Linked DNA regions of Sus scrofa: regions 1, 3, 4 and 5 are each linked to region 2. A link is a contact called in public Hi-C, HiChIP or PLAC-seq and promoter capture Hi-C data. All regions are on one chromosome and are shown on one strand. Each heading gives the region's core, a stretch centred on a gene start, on an enhancer-like site or on the middle of the called end of the contact. The rest is flanking DNA. Distances are from core to core; before and after follow the strand shown.

What was found. Promoter capture Hi-C pulls out the DNA fragments that hold promoters and counts their contacts. Hi-C and Micro-C count contacts between places; a contact is called where the count stands out from the background. HiChIP or PLAC-seq counts read pairs in DNA pulled down with a chosen protein or histone mark.
Region 1: a contact with region 2 is called in a Hi-C map of liver, with 4 times the contacts expected there. The contact joins the promoter of IFT122 here to the promoter of RBSN in region 2. A contact is called at or near these places in 1 of 5 promoter capture datasets (liver), 1 of 47 Hi-C or Micro-C datasets (liver) and 1 of 2 datasets of contacts at active chromatin or transcription factors (alveolar macrophages).
Region 3: a contact with region 2 is called in an H3K27ac HiChIP or PLAC-seq map of alveolar macrophages. The contact joins the promoter of RPL32 here to the promoter of RBSN in region 2. A contact is called at or near these places in 2 of 2 datasets of contacts at active chromatin or transcription factors (alveolar macrophages and skeletal muscle).
Region 4: an H3K27ac HiChIP or PLAC-seq map of alveolar macrophages shows a contact between it and region 2. The contact joins the enhancer-like site here to the promoter of RBSN in region 2. A contact is called at or near these places in 9 of 47 Hi-C or Micro-C datasets (embryonic fibroblasts, epiblast stem cells, fetal heart ventricle and 5 more) and 2 of 2 datasets of contacts at active chromatin or transcription factors (alveolar macrophages and skeletal muscle).
Region 5: a promoter capture Hi-C map of fetal liver shows a contact between it and region 2, with 4 times the contacts expected there. The contact joins the promoter of CCDC174 here to the promoter of RBSN in region 2. A contact is called at or near these places in 1 of 5 promoter capture datasets (fetal liver) and 1 of 2 datasets of contacts at active chromatin or transcription factors (alveolar macrophages).

What each region holds. Positions count from the first base shown.
Region 1 is chr13:68,827,139-68,830,229 of Sscrofa11.1, reverse strand. It overlaps IFT122 (intraflagellar transport protein 122 homolog), which reads right to left and starts at 1,520. Exons shown (of 30, transcript XM_021069363.1): 1 at 1,360-1,520. The coding sequence starts at 1,400. MBD4 (methyl-CpG-binding domain protein 4) reads left to right here and starts at 1,671. Exons shown (of 8, transcript XM_021069359.1): 1 at 1,671-2,032. The coding sequence starts at 1,881.
Region 2 is chr13:69,402,350-69,405,261 of Sscrofa11.1, reverse strand. RBSN (rabenosyn-5) reads right to left here and starts at 1,267. Exons shown (of 12, transcript XM_021069366.1): 1 at 1,144-1,267.
Region 3 is chr13:68,791,407-68,794,485 of Sscrofa11.1, reverse strand. RPL32 (ribosomal protein L32) reads left to right here and starts at 1,308. Exons shown (of 5, transcript NM_001001636.1): 1 at 1,308-1,328; 2 at 2,528-2,628. The coding sequence starts at 2,533.
Region 4 is chr13:68,874,900-68,877,934 of Sscrofa11.1, reverse strand. The region is part of intron 15 of IFT122 (intraflagellar transport protein 122 homolog); the gene reads right to left. Among named protein-coding and RNA genes, the nearest start is that of RHO, 32 kb to the left of the region's middle. Within about 2 kb of position 1,569, at least 26 of the 83 cell types and tissues checked have an H3K27ac peak or open chromatin away from gene starts, as enhancers often do. A contact at or near this core is called in alveolar macrophages, skeletal muscle and subcutaneous adipose tissue, where this site is marked.
Region 5 is chr13:69,917,586-69,920,400 of Sscrofa11.1, reverse strand. CCDC174 reads left to right here and starts at 1,505. Exons shown (of 12, transcript NM_001244302.1): 1 at 1,505-1,554. The coding sequence starts at 1,513.

The sequences.
Region 1 (3,091 bases), core at 271-2,770, 580 kb after region 2:
CATCGGAGCTACAGCTGTGGGCCTACACCACAGCCACGCAGGATCTGAGCCAAGTCTGTGACCTATACCACAGCTCACTGCAAGGCCGGATCCTTCGCCCACTGAGAGAGGCCAGGGATCGAACCCGCAACCTCATGGTTACTAGTAGGATTTGTTTTCACTGAGCCACTAGGGGAACTCCCAGCTCCACCACTTACTCACTGTGTTACCTTGGCAAATTTTCCACCCTCTGTGAATCGGTCACCTCATCCGTGAAAGAGAAGTAAGTACAGTACCTACCTTAGAGGGCTGTTGTTAGGTGACAATGAGATAAAAGATACAAAGTTCTTAGCCAGTGCCTGGCACAAAGTCACCAAGTAAGCATTAGCTTTTACTAGTGTAAAGAAAGTAATCATCTCCAAACGGAGCCTTAAGGATGTTTAGGATTTCCATGTAAGGAGATGAAGGAAGATGTGCTTTCCTCACACAGAAAGGCCCAAGAAAAGAGAGGGAAGGCCACTAGCCAAACGGAGGCTTCGCAATGAAGTTGAAAAGATCATGGAGGAAGACTGTGAAAGTCAGGCTGAGGAAAACTACCCAATAAGTCAGTATTCCCTGCAAAAGGAATCCTTACATGATAGATTTAGGTGATAAAAGTGGAATAGGACATTAAACAACAGTGAATCATAAAGTGAGAAAGTCATTCTCTTTCAAGTCTCTTTCAAGCCTTCTAATAAAATACATGAGAAAGTCATGATTTGATGCTTTTCATCTCAAGCACCTCACGGACAACACCTGCTCAATCTCCAAATGAAGGTTTAAAGACTCCCTAGCAACGGTATCTAGCTATACCGTGTTAACACCGTTTCGTTTCTCCCAGCTTTAAGTTACAGTTAACTTACATTTATAGCAAATGAAAACTGGTTTTCATATATGGCGTAATAAAGTTTCCTTGTAAAATTATATTTAAACGAAAATAAATGAGGAAATTTAGAAGAAAAGTCAAGCAAAAAAGAGTAGAGGTAATGTGTGGATATGGCAAAAGTGGTGAAGTTAGAGAAATACTGTCATGGGTCTAAGACGAGCCCAGGATGGATTCTGAGTAAGAAAAAGACAAGACCAGGTTATGACTATGTGTAAAACCACTTCGACAGACCACTACCTCACGCGCAGAACTGCCCTTGCTCCCTCTCCAGGCCTCAGTGTCCATCCGAAAAGGGGCTGGGGGGCGACCTCTCAGACGCTGATTCTCGGGGCTCACTATCCTCTGCCTGAGCCACAGGCCCGTTGCCCGTGGCAACCACCGGGGTTCACGCAATGGCGCCCGCTATCCCGCTGGGGCTTGGCCTCCCGCTCCTCCCGGACTGCCCCACTCCTAACCTCTGTTCCACTTTATCTCTCCACGTCAATACGGCCCTCATAGCGGCTCGCTTCACACCTCCGGCCCCACCTCCCCACCTCGGCAACAGGCCTCAAGCCGCGAGCCACTTCGGCTACCTGCGCTACCCCTGGCAACGCACATGCGCAGTGAGCTACGCGCGAAGCCGAGCGTTCCGAGTGCGCATGTCTGAAAGAGAGGGCTTGAACAATGGAACCCGAGCCTTGAAGATGTCTGCACGACTAGGGCGCGCGCGATTGGTCACCCCTAAGGTGAGGGGGCGGTGCGTCTTTCTCGACAAAGGATTGGATTGGGTGAGCCGTGGAAATGGCGCCTGTGGACCAGGGGGCGGCCGCAAAGCAGCTGAGGCGTATGAAAGACATTCACTACCTTCATCTTTTGGTTCCAGCCTATCGCTCAGAGCTGGAGAAGTTTTCACATCTTACTCCGCTCCTCACTCAGAGCGACGCAGCCTCTCGGCCCGTTGCTACAGCTGGATCTCGCTTAGGGGGGCACGGCTAGGATGGAGAGTCCGAGCCCCGGGGACTGCGGAGCTGCACCTTTGATCACCGCCACTGAGCGCCTAGACTCAGACCGGCCCTGTGACCTCCGGCAAGTCATTGTCCCCTTTCGGGCCGCAGTTTCACCACCTGAAAAATGGGAGAGAGGGAGTAGGTGGGTGGGCCTTTCTCTCCTGGGGTCGGCGGAGACGTGGAGGCCCAGAGTTATTTCCAGCGAGCCGGGGCTGGGGATCAGGTGCTCTTCTGGAGGGGTCGGCTCCCGACCTCGTCCCCAGAAATGACATGGGAGCTGGGTGGAGCAGGAAGGTTTCCTAGTGCTGGGAGACGACTGCTTGGGTTGGAGGATCCTAGGAAGACTTTGGAGGAGATGTCATGTTAAGGAGCCAGGGGCGCCCCAGAAACCGGTCCAATGAGAGGTAAGGGAAAAAAACCACAGACACTTACTAAGTATTTGTGTATATGCGGTGTGGGGCTAAGATAATTTACCTACCCCCCCCAAAAAAAAACCTTTAATCCTCAGAATTACCTTAAAGGAAGTATTAGGTCTTTTTTTTTTTTTTAACAAATGGAGGAACAGACTTTGAGATGTTAAGTCACTTGATCTTGAATGCAGCTAGTAAATGGCAGAGCTGGGATTTGAACCTAGTCTGTTGATTTTAAAGTTTGTGCTGTTTTCACCAATATTCAGTTTCTTATCTCCAAAATTGTGAACCGTATGATTTCTTAAGATCCACTCACCCAGCTCCCCTAAATTATTTAATCCCACATCACATCAGAAGACCTTAATTCTAATTCTAGTTAGTAACTAGCTCTTACTTAATTTCCCTATTTGTAGAAAAGAGGTTGGTTAGACATCTCTGTAGACCCAGCCAACTTTTAGCATATGTGATTTAGTGATTAGGATACACTAACTAAAGTTTTTCAATGCTAGTACAAGGGAAGAAGTATTAGACCAAGATTTAGTAGACCTAGGTTCTGGAATCATTTCTGCAAGTAACTTAATCTTCCCTTCACTCACTTTTATCAGTAAAATGAGAGTAGTCCTTATTATTCCTACTTCACAGGGCTATTGGCTCAAGAATGAAAGAGAATTTGAAAATTCTGTATTAGAAATTGGTTACATATATATGCACATATATATACAAATTTTACATCACTTATTTGTGGCAGAGGAGGGTGTCTCACTGACTCCTTTAAGCTGTTCAGTTGATCC
Region 2 (2,912 bases), core at 18-2,517:
GGAGAACCCAGACAAAACCATTCCACAAAAACAAGAAACTTCCCCCCAAGAACCTGAGGCCACAAATTACAAGAGATTGTGAGGCAGAATGAATGTCCCTCAGCTTTGAGCTGTGGATGACCTGCTTAGAGGGCCACCCAGGAGAAACTGATTTCTGGCAATGACCCAGAAAATAAACAAACAAAACACGAGGTCTCTGTGTTCTTCCTCTAACTAAAAAGCCCTACATGCACCTCTCAGCCCCTTTCCCTGATGGTCGCTGAAACAGCAGCTCCTGGCCCCTCCCTAGACAGCGGTTGACCTGAGCTCCCTTCCTTCCCACGCCTGACCCTACCAACCACAATTCCAGCACATACCATCCCCCGCATGCCAAGGCACCCACCCTGCCTCCAGTCTCCTGTGGGGCGGCCCTGCACCTCTCCTCACAGCACTTATCTCAATTTGTAATCACAGGTACACAAGTCTATCAGCCTACAGGTCTGGAGGGCGGGGGCCACGTTCCCCACCACCACACCCCCACCACCACACCCCAAGGTGGGGCTCAGTGCCCCGCACAAACCACCGAGCAGGCAACAACGCTCCACGCATGAGTGAGTGAATGAATGAACGGCCACGACCCGTGCAATCACATAACCAGACACCCACCACAAACCAAAGGGATCGACCACAAACCACAGAGCCAGCTCCCACATCCACAACATATGCGAGCCCCTAACAACTTAAATCACCTCAAAACCACGAATAAAACCTACAGGGCCACGCGCCAGCCACTACGTAACTCAACACGAAGCGCACCCGCCGCACCACTACACAGGACGGGAAAGACTCGTCCTCACAGGGCACACACGACACCTTCACGCGGACGCCATACAAACCCTGAACTCAAACACCTTAACCTCCCACAAGCAGAGACTCAAACACAACCACCTGGGCGCCCAACCGCAGATCCCACAGCCCAGCGCAACCACACAACCAGGGTCCAATCATCGTCGGCCCGTGAGGGAAACGCGGCCCGCGAGCTGCAGCGCCCACCACGCACGTCCCACCCACCACTGCACACGGGTCCCACGCCCCCCGGCCGGCTCCTGAGGGGAGCCGCACCCCATCCCACCCCGCACGCACGCCCAGCCATCGGTACCCCACCGGTTCCCGCGGGCTCGCAGTCCTGAGACCCGAGTTCTGGGCCTCCGCGGCCCCTCACGCAGGAGCGACCGCCATCTCCATCGACTGCTCGGCGCTCGGCAGGCGCGCCTGCGACGGCGCCCAAACCGGAAGGCAGGCTGACAGACGCCGGAAGAGCGCCGAGTCTTCGAGGGGTGGGCAGACTCCCCAGGCACGGACAGCTGCGGCTTCAGCGAAGGCGCTCTTAGAAGTGGCAGGGGGCGGGGGCTCTGCCATTTTACGAGGTTTTTGACGCCCCAGGTTGTTAGGTGCCGAGCATTAGACCCCGTCCCTGACTATGCACACCACTGTACAGATGAGAAAACTGAGGCGTTCCCATTGTGCCCCAACGGAAACGAATCCGACTAGTATTCATGAAGATGCTGGTTGGTTCCATCCCTGGGCTCGCCAGCGTTTGCCAGTGAGCTGTGGTGTAGGTCGCAGAGGCGGCTGGGATCCAGCATTGCTGCGGCTGTGGTGTGGGCCTGCAGCTGTAGCTCCGATTAGACCCCTAGCCTGGGAAATTCCATATGCCACAAGTGTGGCCCTAAAAAGCAAAAAAAGAAAACTGAATCCTGTAGTTCTTTAGCGCTTGACGGGGGTGCACAATGAATGAGGTAGTGAGGCGTCTTTAATGCCTCTTGCACCCGCAACTGCAGTTCTAAGTTAAAGTCAATTAACGCTCCCAAGCACTAGAGAGAAAAGGAACGCTCAAGCCTGGAGGATGTGAAAACATCTGGAATAGAAAGAACCGCATGAGAGTGGGGCCTGGAATGAGAAGGAGTATCGATCCCAGGTGTGTACGTTGCGGTCAGGGAAAATCTGTGGCATTTTCAAAGGGAAGTCAAAACCTCTGTGAGAGAACACCCCACACCTGTTAGAGGAGCTATTATCAAAAAGAAGCATTGGTGAGGATATGAGATGAACAGTTGTGCACTATTGGTAGGAATGCATATTGGTGCAGCCACTATGAAAAACAGGATGGCGGTTCCTCAAAAAATTAAAAAATAAAGCTACTATATGATCCACCAATTCCAGTTCTTGTTGTTTATCTGAAAAATAGGAAAACACTAACTCAAAAGATAGCTGCATCTGCCTGTTGCAGCATTCCTTACAGTAACCAAGAATATGGAAACAGCCAAAGTGTCCATTAACAGATAATGAATGGATAAAGAAAATGTGATAAAATTATATATACAATTTAGCCATAAAAAGGATGAAATCCTACCGTTTGCAACAACATAGATGGACTTGGGCATTAGGCTAAGTGAAATAAATCAAACAGAAAAAGCAAATACTGAAGTTCTCTTGTGGTGCAGTGGGTTAAGGATTCCACATTGTCACTGCAGAAGCTTGGGGAGGTGGGTAGAAATGAGCAAAGGGGGACAAGAGGTACGAAATTCCAGTTATAAGACAAATTAGTCTTGGGATATAATACACAGCATGTTGACTCTAGTTAATAATACTATATCGCATATTTCAAAGTTCCTGAGAGAGTAGATCCTAAAAGTTCTCATGACATGAGAAAAAAAGTTTGTAACTATGTATGGTGACAGATGTTAGACTTATTGTGGTGATCATTTTGCAATATATACAAAGATTGAATCATTATGGTAACTGATATAACATTATGTCCAGTATACCTCAAAAATGGAGTTCCCGGAGTTCCCATTGTGGCTCAGTGGTTGGCAAATCTGACTAGGAACCATAAGGTTGCGGGTTCGATCCCTGGCCTCGCTAAGTGGGTTAAG
Region 3 (3,079 bases), core at 59-2,558, 610 kb after region 2:
AGCTGATGTGACTTCTTGCTTAGGAGCTGTGGCCAGAGGGGTGTTGGAAAGCTGAGGTCCTGAGCCTCTTATCTTGGGTCTCGGTGCCTACTGGGAAGCAGCAGGCAGTGTGGTGCCCCTGTGCCCCCCTCAAATAAGTAGCAGCAAGTCTCTCATCCTGCAAGGTCTAAGCCATTTGGGTCATTCTTCTAAATTTCTTAGGCCTTCACAACTGCAAGAATGCCCAATTGTTCATGACTGGTCACCCGCTTCACTCACCTGACCCTGTCAAGACCTTCTCCTTCATGGCACACACCATGTGGGCTGCTGTTAGCACAGTGCCTTCCTGCCTGGAACCCCAGCTGACTCCTTCAGCCCCCAGGACCAGCAGGATTCCCCAGGTGGTGAGCTGTGTGACCTTGGACCAGACCTTCACTTCACATTTCACGGTTCACTTTTCTGGGTCTCCTCACACTCCCCTCCACAGTCAAAATGTCAGGGAGGAGTTGTCAACACTCACTCCCTTCCCTTCTCACCCATCACTCAGTCGACAACACAATCCCCTTCAGCTTTGGTCTCCAGCTGGCCTGGAACTTCTCTACCTCAGGTCACTGATGACATGATAACCCTATCATGTTCGGATTGTGGAATCAAGGGGCTTCTTTTCTCTGAAATTTGATTTTCACAGCAATCTTAAAAACAAAAGCTAAAACGAAGCAAGCCAAGAACAACAATTAAAAACTAGACAGTTTAGCCTTATGGTCAGAAGTGTGGTTTTTGGAGTAAAAACTCCAAACTTCACTCTCTACACTTGTAAAATGGGGAAATTGATAGAACTACCTTCACAGAACTGTGAGAAGCCCATTGAATGAGAGCTGTTACACAGTCTATTTGCTCTTTAAATTCACGTGGGGGAATTCCGCAGTCACTGTTTTATTCCCTCCAGGCCACTAAGAGGCGCACGTCGAAAGAAAAAACGTGGGCGGAAATAATCTAAAAACTGGATAATCCTGCGGAGGGCGGCTTCAGTTCCTGGCGGAAGTGGCTCCTCCTCGCCAGGTCTTAGAAGCTCAAAAAGAATTCCAAATTTTTACGTTGTCCCATCAGCAGGCACGAAAATTTTCAGAGATACTCCTAGATATTAATGTCTAGGAAAACACAGGTGGCTCTCGACGTTTTTTCAGAATTATTCCTCTGACGTGTCTTTAGTTTCTTTGAAAGACCAATAGCCGGAAGTGCTCCTCTTTTCCCTGCCGGGACCCAGAGGTGAAGTCCCATCAGCCCCCGCGCGCACCCTTCCCTCTCTTCCTCGGCGCTGCCTTACGGAGGTGGCAGCCATCGCCCGCCTGGTGAGTGTTAATCGTTGGCCATCCGCATTTCTGTGGTGTCCATCTGGCTCCATCGTGCCCTGTTAAGGAGGCCTAACCTTCCGAGCGGTCGTCTGGGTGGGCATTGTCCTTGTCGGTCGGTTGGAGCGCGTACAAAGAACAGAGCGAAGCGGCCTGGCGGTGATGGCGGCTCCCTTCGCAGGGCTCCCTTGCCTCCTACGGAGGCCACCTGGGGTCAGTTACGAACAGCTTGTATGAGCACTGGGGACGCCGCGCGCTAAGGAGTTCCTGGGGGTCGCGGAGCGATGAGTGATTCAGGCCTAACGGCTCTGAGCTCAAGTTATCGCCTCGCCCCCTCAGCGATGTCTGCCTACCTGTGTTTGTCTGAATCCTCATCTCGGCGCTCGCTTCTCTCCAGTTTCTGGCCTTGGGGTTGCTGCGGTGGGGGGGATCAGCAAAAGCAAAACAAAACGCGACTGCGAGTCGACTTGTTCAGTTAACCGAAATTTTGGTGTCGGGTCGGGATGTCTGGGAATGTTGGACTGCGTTTTGTCTTTTGAGGAGACCATTGGGGGCAGGAGGTCGTTCGTTTTCTGGACAAATTGAGTCCCAGCTCTGTGCTGGGCAAAGATATTGATGAACGTGAACAGAGAGAAAGTGTGCTACAGTAGTAAAAATAGGGTAGCGGGAAGGCCTTGAGGAAGGTGACATTTTAAGGTGATGACCAGGTGTGTTCCAAGGCCTCCAGGCACTTTAGAAGAACCTCACAGTTTTGGGGTGTCCTTTGAGTGTTAGCAGCCTCCTAGGGTAATTACAGGTTTCTTGGTCCCGGCACTGCAAGTGTTGAATGTGCAATATCTGCATCTTACAGTGAGGAAATAGATTTGGGGTCATGTGGATTGCCCCTGGCCTGCAGTTGAGACTCGAATGGGACTTACTGCTTCTCTACAGATTTACCCTTTGCTGTTGGTTTTAGGCATTATTTCTTAGCTTTTGAGTGGGTGAGGTGACCCCTTACCTCCCAGGATCGCATCTGGAGAATGGCTAGTATTCTGCCAGCTTCGGAGTCGGGAGGGACAGCAAGCCTGGCAGAGGTACCCATTCCATTCCTAGCTTGCTTGGTAGCTGGTGATTGGAAGACACTCTGCAACAGTGTTCAAGCCCCTGCAGGAAAGCCTCCTTCTGAGACTTGTTGACTGGTCTTTTGCCTCTTTCTCTAGGCATCATGGCTGCTCTCAGACCCCTTGTGAAGCCCAAGATCGTCAAAAAGAGGACCAAGAAGTTCATCCGGCACCAGTCAGACCGATATGTCAAAATTAAGGTATATGGCCAGGGATGGGAGTGTCGGGGTGAAGAAAGGCTGTTGGGTTTCTGGGATCCCCACCTCAGAAGATGGTTTTTGGTAGATGAGCTGGTCTGTGTCTGGTGGCAAAGCTCTGTAGCATCCCTAGAGTCCCTGAAGATGCCTTACTGGCACCAGTCTTTTGATGTGTAAATTGAAGTTTAAATGACAGAGAACAGTTGTCTGTTTAGAGGTGCCTGGAGGCTTATATTTGTTACATTTCAGGTGGCCTTATGACAGTGTGCTTCTTTCATAGATGAAAAAAACTGGGTGTGATGCTGAAGCCCATGCTTTTCATCTTTATACACAGTCTCCTCACATTCCTTTGTATGTAGTCTTGCTTCTCCTTTGCTTAGAAGAAATATGAATGTGGGTCTATATTCCTGCTGGTCAAATTTACAAGTCCCTATTTCCCCCCCCCCCCCATACA
Region 4 (3,035 bases), core at 320-2,819, 530 kb after region 2:
CTACAGGGGAAGAGAGCAAAGAGCAAAGAGCAAATCAGCTACCTTCTAGCTGCACAAGTGGGTGACTGGCTATGGGTGGGAAGTCAAGCTTTATAAAGTGAGCCCATGAGGAGGGAAAGAAACGAGCACTGATTAATCACCGTGTATTTGGGAGGGTTCTGCCACCCAGGGAGGCACGGCTTTATCCCTGGGATCTGTCCACACGAAGAATGGCAAAGAAGCCCTGGTTTCATCACTCACTCTGTGATTAGGGAAACAAAGCTGGGATCCTGCAGCCAGGGATGGGGCTGGCTGGGAGGAACCCCTAAGAAGGAGGGCAGACAAGGCCAGTCTGAGCCCTGAGGTGGCAGCCATGGGGCGAGACTGCCTGGGAAGAGACTGCAGACCCACCTCAGTGACCAGGGACAGCCACACTGACCAGCGGGGCACAAACACAGGGTGCCCAGAGCCCGTGGTGCTGGCACAGAGGGAGACAAAGGACACAGATGGTTTCTGGAAGGAAGGGGGAGGCAGGGACTGCAGTCCCTGGAAGCCAAACTCTTAGGGAAATCCTACAAGTACAGTAATGTCAGAGACTTTAACCCATGGGCTGCTAGGAACTTTGAGGCAGTTTTCCACTGGCAATTGAAGTTAGCTAAGCATCTTGGCGCTATCAGATTCTGCAAGTGGTTTAGAGGAGCATAACCCTGCACGTCAGGCTGATCTTTAGTGGCTTTGCTGCCCTTTCTATCCAGGCATGCTCCTTTACACAGCCCTCTATGAAGTGGGCTGACACACACCTGGGGGAATGTCCAGGTCCAGGAACCCTCAGAGTTTAAAAAGCACAATGACAATCCTGGCCACATGTGTCCCTACTTAGCTGCACAACATCCTCCATCCAAAGAAATGGGGAAATGAGCAAGTCATCTGGCCTCTGGCTGCCTCACAGGTGACCACAATGTGACTTCATCATCTCATCCTTCAGGGCCAGGCATCCTGTCAGGGGCTGGGGACCTGGCCCTCATCCCCCTCGGAATATTCTAAAAGGGGAGGCAAGGAGATTAAACAGATCATGGAACCTCCTTGAGCTAAGAGCTATATAACAATGAACCAGACGCCCTGGAGAACACAGACCCACTGGGCATGGGCCACAGCAGGAAGCAGGATGAAGTAGAGCCTTGCACAGCAGTAACAAGAGAGGGATCCCTTGAACGGGTCAGGCAGGGTCCACATGAGCAAGGGATGGAGGGCTCAGAATACCTTCTTGCCAGGCAGTAGGTCTCCAGATATATTGGAGCAAAGTGGCAGAAAGGAAAGAAGGAGCACGCAAGGTCTCAGGCCTGGCTCTGAGAACTCCCAGCCGGGGGCCTGAACCCTCCCTGCTGCCATGCTGCCAGGGACAGGGACAAGCTAGCAAGGAATCCTGCTCTGCTAGGATTTTGGGACTTGCCACCGTGAGAAACCTGTTTCCGAGTTCCTTCAGCCCTGACACATTCTGCAGAGTCAAGGATGCCTTGGTCAGAGTGGTCAGAGTCACAAGGCCATGATAACCTCAAGCCAAGGGAAGTGTGGGAACACGGAGCAGGGCCGCATCCCCACGTACTAAGCAGCTCTCCTCTGCCATCTAGTGGGGACACCGGTACCTCCTAGTGTACTTGGGTGACTTGGCAAAGCAGATGAAAAAGAAAAGGTGGGCACTTGGAATTTGGCAAAAATGATCAAGTTTTAGTCTGTAGTTAAAATCTTGTGGGCTTAACACAGTAATTTCTATTCTCAGGGAGTATCTGGGGGATACAGAGTTGGAGTGTCATTAAACATGTGGAGGGTCATTCCAGTTTAGTTTTTGTCCTTCAAACACGTGCTGACACCTGATGTGCCCAAGGTACCGTGCTTGGCAGGGCTGGCTGATACCAGCAAGAGGCTGAGGTTGAGTGCCTGGGTGTAAGCAGATGACACTCTCTAAGGAAGACTTCTAATTTCATTCCAGGCTAAAAACAAAAAAAAACAGTCTAGGAGTCCTCTATCACCCTTTTCCCCTCCTGGCACTCCTGTGTGGGGCAGAAGGAAGTGCCTTCCTGGACTTGCCTCCTCTCTCCTCTCCATTCTTCCAGCCCTCCTCTGTTACCATCCTCCTGACACTTAATAGATCTAAAAATAAAATTATTACAGTGTGATGATTTTACTTTTAATAATGCCTGGCATTTGTACAACCACTGGCAGTTTTAAAATCCCTTTTGTGACACTGCGTTGTGCAGGCATGGCGGGGGTGTTTTCACTGTGCCCGCTGTGGGAACGGGAGGACCGAAGCACCCAGAGACGTAGCTGGCCTGGGGTCATCCAGCCCAAGCAGACAGAGCTGCTCCCCACCCAGGCTGCTGGGTCCTGGCCTGGCCTCCGTCCACTTTCTTTTCCTGCCTAGAAGCCTCGCCCCAGCACAGGGTGGACACCACACACGTCTGCAACTCCTTCCCCACCAGCTCAGGAGTATGGGCAAAAAGAAGACCTGACAAGGGAAGAGGAGGGGAGAGAGGAACAGAGGAGAGGGGTTTCAAGCCATTCCTTTCCCCAGCTCGGGTTCCAGATGAAAACCTATCTCAGAGATGGAGCTGGGCTTTTCCAATGTGTGGAAAAGGGTGAAATGTTTTTAACCATCTCTCTAGTTTTACTAGATGAGGCCAGGAAACGACCAAGAATCAAGGCTGTGACTCATGCCATGAACATCTGAGTGGAGTGACGCTGTGGTCAGAATCAGAGAACTTGACTATTTCTTCCAATGCACTCAGCAGAGTGCCGAGAAAACCAGCACTGTGTAACTAACGACCTAATACCAGTAAGTGCTGATACCCATGATAAAGGCACCCACTGGTTGGGTGCTGTGCCTGGATGACTGCTAACAAGACAGGCAGCCAGAATCCATCAGAGGGCCCTTCTGTGTCAGGCTTTACAGTCATTATCACGTTAGGATGGGGACTGTCATCACCTTCATTCTACAGATGAGCAACTGCACAGTTGGGCAGTGGCTGAGCTGGGATCTCAGCCCACGTCAATCTAAATTG
Region 5 (2,815 bases), core at 256-2,755, 510 kb before region 2:
TTGGTAACAGTTTCCTATTGTTGCCACAAAATTAGTGGTTTAAAGCAACACAAATGTATTCTCTTAAGGCTCTGGAGGTGGGAAACCTGAAATGAGCCCTGCAAAGCCACAATCTAGATGCAGGGGCCCTGCATTGGAGGCTCTGGAGGAGGGTCCATTTCCTTGTCTTTTCCAGCTTCTAGAGGCTGCCTACATGCCTCCACAGTGGCACCATCCTCCTTCTTCCAAGCTCACAGTGTAGCATCTGCTCTTTCACTGATTCTGACCTTTCTGCTTCCCTCTTACAAAGACCCTTGTGATTACATTGGACCTACCTAGATGACCTCACTCTCTCAAAATCCTTAATCACATCTGCAAATCCCTTTTGCCATAGAAGAAAACATAGTTTCAGGGGTGTGCTGGGTGGTGTCATTACCCTGTCTACCACATCATTAATATTTTTACCGACTAGCTCACTTCATCTAATCCTCATTGAACTCCATGAAGTAAGTACTATTTTATTCCCTTTTGGAAATAAAAATATGTGTTTCTATGAGACACATAGAAAGTAACTTTCCAAGGTCATACAGCCAGTAAGTGGTGAAGGAGGGATTCCAACCGAGGGGGTTGACTCCTGGAGTTAACATTCCTAGGAGCTGAAATATGTAAAGTGACACACAGCACTATATCAATGTTAGCTAGTATTATTGTTATTTCCACTAAAATTAATAATCCTTATCTTATAGGACTCTTGTGAGAATTTAAATAAATTAACATATGAGGAGTTCCCACCGTGGCGCAGTGGTTAAGGAATCCGACTAAGAACCATGAGGTTGCGGGTTCGGTCCCTGCCCTTGCTCAGTGGGTTGACGATTCGGCGTTGCCGTGAGCTGTGGTGTAGGTCGCAGATGCGGCTCGGATCCCGCGTTGCTGTGGCTCTGGCGTAGGCGGGTGGCTACAGCTCCCATTCGACCCCTAGCCTGGGAACCTCCATATGCCGCGGGAGCGGCCCAAAAAAACAGCAGAAAGACAAAAAATAATAATAATAATAATAATAACATATGAGAAGCACCAGACAGTACCTGGCATATAGCAGATCTTCAAATGGCATTTAGATCTTTGCGATCCTGGTAACCCATCTCTTTTTTTCAGTGGGAAAACATTCATTTTAGTTCACTACGCCCTTCCCAAGATGGCGCCATTGCCACACCCAATCCTCCCCATTCAAGATGGAGCCAATTGCTCCGCAAAGCCGTATGTAGACCTCCTCAAGATGGCGCCAACACTAGCCTTTTTACCTCCCGCCCTCTTCAAGATGGCCTTAGGAGTTAGCTTCATCTCTGTGAGCTCTCAGACCTTCTCAAGATGGTCACGGACGCAATACTTACCACGTTCTGACCTTCTCAAGATGGCACAAAAACGTAAACAGCGTCGCTATCTTAAAGACACTTCCGGTCGCTCTTGAAGCGGGTATTCGAGGCCTGCCGGGATACGTGAAGCGTTCGTTTTGGGCTGGGACACTCTAGGGCCATGATGGACCGGAGGAAAAAACCTTTGGACGTCACAGCGTCCTCGGTAAGTACGGGCTCCGCGTTCTCCTTGCCTCCGCCGGACAAGAATCTCGGCTAGCTTGCTTCTTCCCTCAGGGACGCAGGGTTAGTCTCCCCTCAGACGGGACCCCGGGCCTGGCTTTTCTTCTCAGACCGGACCCGGGCCTGGGCGTCTCCGTTCCAGTGTGCACCCGTGCCAGGCCGGCCCCTCAAGACACCAGCTTGAAACTGCCGTCTTTTCCGGGTTAGGAATGTTCCTGCCTCCGCTCTAGGACAGCCAGGCCTCCTTGCCAGCCTTGTCTCCGTTTCCGTTGGAGGGGACCCTTATCTGTACTCTCTGTCATCCTCCGTTTTGGTTCAGGGACCAGAATGGTCCCTCCAGGATGTCAGAGTGTGACTTACCTCCCTCCCAGTATCCCGTATGCCCCGCATCCCCGACCAGAAAGTAACCCGATATTCATACACCTGGAGGTGCGCGGCCTGGAGCTGTCAGGTCTAACAGGACAAAATCAGCTTTATTAAGTTAGTTAACTCCTGGGAAGAAAACCTGCTCTGAGTACTTGTTCCAGAGCCTGTTGTGCTGAACCCTCCCAACTGCTTTAGGAGGAAGGTGCGGGTAATATACCCTTTTTTTGTTCTGTTTTGTCTTTTTAGGGTCGCACCCGTGGCATGTGGAAATTCCCAGGCTAGGGGTGGAATTGGAGTTGTAGCTGCTGGCAGGCCTATGCCACAGCCACAGTCAACGCGGGATCCCTAACCCACTGAGCGGGCAGGAATCAAACCTGCTTCCTCATGGATATTAGTCGGGTTCGTTACCTCTGAGCCACGACAGGAACTCCCTATCTCCGGTTTTCTGGATGATGACATTGAGGCTCCGAAAGTGAAGGGGCCTGCTCCAGCTTACATTCAGAATTCTTCATGGTAGAACCAGGCTCAATCAGTCTGGTTTGCCGCGTCCATCGCTACAGGGAAATGGGGAATCCTGGAAGAGGGATGGTGCGGTATAACAAAACACACGAGACTCTTTTACATTAAGAAAGTGGGAGACCAGGAGGCACTCCTTTCCACGAAACAAAGGCCCTGGGTTTTAGCCCACTTTTATTAAGGAAGATGCCTTATGTAGATTAGTGGGCTGGAGCAAGCATAGGCAAAGACAAGGGTACCTCTTAGTGAATAATAAAGGAAATTATTCGCACTGGTGCATACCTCTAGGGCATAGTTCAGCTGCTTATTGAATAGCATAGTTGATGCATAATGTCTTTGTAGGAGACCCTGTACTTTAGAAC